Regions from separate parts of the Mus musculus genome. Here region 2 is linked to region 1. Evidence: chromatin contacts called from public promoter capture Hi-C data. All regions are on one chromosome and are shown on one strand. Each heading gives the region's core, a stretch centred on a gene start, on an enhancer-like site or on the middle of the called end of the contact. The rest is flanking DNA. Distances are from core to core; before and after follow the strand shown.

What was found. Capture Hi-C pulls out chosen DNA fragments and counts their contacts.
Region 2: a contact with region 1 is called in a promoter capture Hi-C map of adipose tissue. The contact joins two enhancer-like sites. A contact is called at or near these places in 4 of 39 promoter capture datasets (the C10 cell line, liver and macrophages), 4 of 484 Hi-C or Micro-C datasets (the AML12 cell line, liver, nephron progenitors and 1 more) and 2 of 9 other capture datasets (adipose tissue and liver).

What each region holds. Positions count from the first base shown.
Region 1 is chr3:10,083,027-10,085,876 of GRCm38.p6, reverse strand. No RefSeq gene overlaps it. Among named protein-coding and RNA genes, the nearest start is that of Gm33365, 20 kb to the right of the region's middle. Within about 2 kb of position 1,531, at least 20 of the 459 cell types and tissues checked have an H3K27ac peak or open chromatin away from gene starts, as enhancers often do. A contact at or near this core is called in adipose tissue and liver, where this site is marked.
Region 2 is chr3:10,172,510-10,175,515 of GRCm38.p6, reverse strand. No RefSeq gene overlaps it. Among named protein-coding and RNA genes, the nearest start is that of Pmp2, 9.9 kb to the left of the region's middle. Within about 2 kb of position 1,600, at least 19 of the 459 cell types and tissues checked have an H3K27ac peak or open chromatin away from gene starts, as enhancers often do. A contact at or near this core is called in adipose tissue and liver, where this site is marked.

The sequences.
Region 1 (2,850 bases), core at 282-2,781:
CCTGGGAGCACGGAGGGTCACAGCCTAGCCTCTGTTGCATTTTCAGTGCTAACTTACTGCACCATTCATCTACCTCAACTCTGCATTGAGTATTCATTTGTTGTGTAGCATTGGAAAATTAGACAGCTTTGCATGCAAATATTCATTGCAGCTAGTCAGAGTTCAGGGTTGCTGGATCTGAAACACCATGAGTCCTGGACCATTGCCAAGATGCTGCTGCCCAGATGTCGCAAGACGGCAGGGCTTCCAGAGGCAGGTTCTGTGTGAGCTCCTGGCTGCCACTCACCTCCCTGCCTGTCCTTCATGTCTGCCACACCGAGGCCCACTAGGCTTTGCCTTTGGCCTTGTTGCATGATACACTGAACTCTTTGTCTCGTAGCAAGGCAAGCAGCACTGGAGGTGCAGGGCTCCATGCTGGGTGCCAGGGCCGCTAAGGCTGACCCTAGTCAACAGTGACCTGCTTCTGTGTGCACTCCAGGAGCCAGATCGTCTCCCTGTGGTTGGTGTTGGCAGCCCCATTACTCATAGGAGTGACTTTTGTGCTTGCGGGTGGCTGAGATTCAGCAGCTAAGGGTACAGGGATTCATCACTGCCCAAGCAGGGCTCTGTTTTGCTATCTTTCTTACCAATTTTGTGCTTTTAAAATCATCTTCCCATAAAACTTGCCTTTGGTTGGTTGGTTGGTTGGTTGGTTGGTTGGCTGGCTGTTTGGTTATTTGGTTTGGTTTGGTTTGGTTTGGTTTGGTTTGGTTTGGTTTGGTTTGGAGCTATTGTGGGCCTTACACTTGCATTTTCTACCAATATGTCACCCAGGACTGGTGATGGCCACAACCTTTCTCCTCAGGTTCCTGGATGCTGGGATTATAGGTGTGTGTGAGCATACTACTGCCACTTCTAACATCTCACCCAATTTCCCAAATAGCTAATCTAAATAAATGTTCAGTATCCATGAGTTCAGGGCTTATATGGCATCTTATAAAAATATAATTTATTCTGATTTTTTGTACAGATATGTTGGTTCACCAACCCGGGTGGAATACTAAGAACTGCATCAAGTGCACCTCCTGGGAGCAAGCTCCAGGAAGGCCCCCGGTCTCTGCCCACTGCCTAGGCTCACGGCCACTCTGTTGTGGCAGGACAGCCATCTGCAGCAGGGCATACTTCTAGAGGCTCTTCTCAGAGGAGAGAGTGGAGTTGGGGATGGGCAAAGGGGCTCAGGAAGCAGGGGAGGGATGAAGAGGAAGCACAAAGGCAAACTCTTACCTTTGACAGGACGCTTAAAAACTAGCCCCCGAGTGCCCTGCCAGGGAAGGGGGCTCAACTTCACAATGACAACATTATGAATTTCTCAGCTAGCTCTGCAGGAGTTTCAAAAGAACACTCTGGAAACACTCTTATGGTTATTCCCATGTGTCTTTCTACCTTTTAATGAGGTACTTACCTCTGATCCCCTGAGTGAGAAAGTACATGGGTCCCTATTTTATCTGTGTGGCATTTTTCCAAGCCATTATCAATATTCCTGTCCCCAGTGTGCCCAAGGCACACTGTGTTAAGTAATGTGTACCAAAGGCTGTGGCATAAGATTGCTCACTGGTGCTGCACATACCCTCTGGAAGCAATTTCCCAATAACCAGGAAGTACCTCCATGCAAAGAGGCCAGAAACCGGCGAGATCATTAGAAACCCTTGCTTAGAGAATGAAAGATCAGAGTGCCTGTTCTCTGATACTTACACAAAGAATTTGAATACGCTTGTGTCTAAGATGCCACATGTAAATTGTTATGGCAGAAACACTTTGTGGGGCAGATAGAAAAAGTGGTCTAATTGCTTTACATGTTTTTAAAGTATTTATTTATTTGTGTGTGTGTGTGTGTGTGTGTGTGTGTGTGTGTGTGTGTACATGTGTATGTATGTACGTGTGTACAGAGGCCTGTAAAGGCCAAAAGAAGGCTTCAGATCCCTGAAACTAGAGTTTCAGGCTGTTGTGAGCTGCCCAGCATGAGAACCAAGCTTGGTCTTCTGAAGAGCAGCAAGAAGCACTATTAACCAGTGAGCCATCTTTTTTATTTAACTTTTAAAAGAAAGGAGAGAGAGAGAGTGAGAGAGAGAGAGAGAGACAGAGACAGAGAGACAGAGAGACAGAGAGACAGAGAGACAGAGAGACAGAGAGACAGAGAGACAGAGAGACAGAGAGACAGAGAGACAGAGAGAGACAGAGACTCTGGGAGCCCTGTGGCTTTGCAACCTGAGTAGAAACTTAGGTAAAGCCGAGAGGGAACAGTAGAAGAGCTGCCTCTCTGAGATGTTCAAAGTATTCTCATTTCCCAGAGAAAGGGAACTTGGTCGTGTACATTCTAATCTGTGAAGATCATTTCTGTCTGACTGGTTTCCAGAATGACTTCAGTGTATCTCTGACCTGTGTGGTCTAAATGTCCCTTTCCAAGTGACGGTCCACTGAGGATGACCTTGTCTAGCTAACACAATTCACAGCACAGGTCATTGCTCCGATACAACAGTGACTTGATTGTTTGGAGGTTTGTCTTTGTCTTTTCTTTATTGTTCTTTCTGGAATTGAGATCAATTCATAAAATAAAATTAGCAAAAAGCAATTCATTGAAAAAGTTAATAGACATTGTTGAATATAAGTTTGTGACACCTTTGACTCCAAAGCTCCAAAATACTTCCTTTTGGCTGCCACAACATAAATGTATAACAAACACTGCTCTGCTAACCTAACAGAATAGGAATTTACGACTAAAAAAAAAAAATGACAATTTGTAAGAAATACTCTGCTCTACAGAGATATGTGCCTATATACCCAGCATCCCTGAGTGAGGCTGAGGCAGGAGGA
Region 2 (3,006 bases), core at 351-2,850, 90 kb before region 1:
AATATTTAAAATGGGAGTTGGTGATTAGCTACTCCAACCTAAATGTGACCAAGATAAATGTAGATTCTAAAGGAATAAATTATCTGCTGTCAGTTGTATAATGACTGGCATATTTTTGACTTAAGACTAAGCTTTTAGGATGTGATTGTATCTAGGAACTGGCTGAAACTGGCCTGAGCACTGGTGGCTAGAGACTGGCATGGGGCCATCTCTATAACCCAGCATTTAAGAGGAAGAGGTGGGCAGATGGGAAAGGTGAGGCCAGCTATTTGAGACATAGTGAGACCCTATCTACAAGCAAAAATGTTTAGAGGCTCATTATTGATTTTCAGGAAATTTGCAAGCTAGATGTTAGAAAGAATTGGTAGTTTGAAATTCGGCACAAGAGTCTTTACACAAGAGAGTCCAGCACAAGCCATTGGGGTTGCTCCTTATGGGACTGAATTGAATCACTCACTAGCATGCCATTGCAGAGATGTGACATCACACTAGCATGCCATTGCAGAGATGTGACATCACACTTAGATTTTTTTCTCTCCCATTTAAAAACAAAAAACAAAAAAACCCAAAAGCCTTATTCTTTTTTGTTGTTGTTGTTTTTTGTTTTGTTTTTGTTTTGTTTTGTTTTTCATTTTTCGAGACAGGGTTTCTCTGTATAACCCTGGCTATCCTGGAACTCACTTTGTAGACCAGGCTGGCCTCGAACTTAGGAATCTGCCTGCCTCTGGCCTCCCAAGTGCTGGGATTAAAGGCATGCGCCACCATGCCTGGCTCGCCTTATTCATTTTTGTGTGTATGAATGTTTTGCCTGAATGTGTGTGTGTATGCATACCATATGGATCCCTGGTGTCCTCAGAGGTCAGATGACAGAGTACACTTCTCTGTAACAGGAGTTACAGATGCTTATGAACAGCCATATAGATGCTTTCTTAATTACTGAGCTGTCTCTCCAGCCCCTTAGATTGCCATATAAGAGTTCAGTTTAATGTGACTAGGGATTTACTGTGTAATTGACAGTTACTTGAGCTTATCCATGCAACATGTCTCTAGCAATGGTTGCACACTAGGAATCATTGGGGAATTGGTGACCATGTGCATTTCAGGATTATATTCATTGGGGTGCTGGGGAGATGGCTCTGTAGTTAAAACACGTGTTGCTCCTCCAGAGGACTGGAGTTCAGTTTCTAGCACGTGCCTCGGGCAGCTCACGGCTGACGATAATGACTCTGCAGCACCGGAATGTCCCTGGAATAACCTCACACAGACACTACACACAGATAAAAGTGAATCTTAGAAAATATTATACTGCACAATTTTGTTTTTGTTGCCATGGGTGAAGACTAAGGTCTAGACTTTGCAGCCATTAAAAGGCAAGCACAAGCATATCAACAGTTTAAATAGTTTATATAGCAAGCTTCAGTTCATGAGCCAGGCTGGGCTACCCCACAGGCAGTTTAGGCTCTGCTGAGAGGGAAATGGGGAAAGCTTTGTTTTCAGAAGCAAGACAAGGAAAATATTTGATGGATTGAGGTGGAAAGTCTCTAGGTAGAAGGTAACGTTTCTGGGCGTTTGTTTGTGTTTGCACTGCTAAGATTTTCCAGGAACTTTCGTGTGCTGGCTGGGTAACTGCTCTATCACTGAGCTGCACTCCAGGGCCAGGGCGTGGGTGGTTTGGAATTAGCTTTAAGCTTCAGTTTGCCTTGTACCGTGAGTTCATTTTGGCTTGCTAAGTAGGAACTCAGATCCCGGGAGTTCATCTAAGCATAATGACCTCCCACTTAGCTTTATTTTTTTAAGATTCATTTATTTTATTTATATGAATACACTGTAGCAGTCAGACACACCAGAAGAGGGCTTTGGATACCATTACAGATGGTTGTGAACCACCATGTGGTTTCTGGGAATTGAATTCAGGACCTCTGGAAGAGCAGTCAGCGCTCTTAACCTCTGAGCCATCTCTCTAGCCCTCCCACTTTTTAACTCCAGTCTCTAAACTCCCCCAGGTGATCCCAATATGTGGCTAATTGCAAGCCACTGCACCAAAGTCTTCTGAAGTTGAAAAAACATCAACGGAAATGCAGCAAAAGGCTGTTGACATCAAGGGTAGCAAGGGGTTCCACATGAAATTAAGTCACTGTTGGGAGAGAAGGTACCACTGCCTGCAGATGATCTTACAAGCGTCTTGTGCCTCAAGTTCTTTCTTAGGGAAGCAGCTACTTATTATCTCGTTGCTGTTTCCATTGGAGGCTATGTGACTGTCATTATTCAGGGTAAAGCATATACAAAAGTAAAGGTTCAAAAATGTGGGCCAACAGGGGAACACGGGGTTAAAGAGACCCCAATCTTTGAAAATATAACTCATATTCCAGTGGAGTTCACTAAGATAATTACTCAAACTATTCAGCATGGAGTGAACTTTTGGCTATCTTTTTTAAAAAGTACCTTGCCAACTTATCTGTGGTCCCAGTTATCTATGGGTGGCTTTGGGTAGTTTGTCCTGGAGCCTAAAATCCTCTCTCAGTCAAGTAGAGTAGAATAGTTGCAATTTACTTTCTGATACAGAACAAATCTATCAATTTATTAGTGAACTGATGGTTCTTTTTCTCCTGAAAAAGTTTTAAAACTAAACTAGTGACTGACTGGCTGTGTTTCACACCTATAAGATAAAATGTTGTTGAGAAGTGACACAGCTTCTGGACAGACCCACTGTTTCAGGCTCCAGACATCTGGGCACCTTCCACGCCAGAGGAGAGGTGGCCACCTGGGAGGGCTGTGACCACTGCTAAACAAGTAAAAGTCCTTAAAGAGGAAACACAAAAATCCCTGAAAGAATTACAGGAAAACACAACCAAACAGGTAATGGAATTGAACAAAACCATCCAAGATCTAAAAATGGAAGTAGAAACAATAAAGAAAACCCAAAGTGAGACAACTCTGGAGATAGAAACCCTAGGAAAGAAATCAGGAACCATAGATGCAAGAATCAGCAACAGAATACAAGAGATT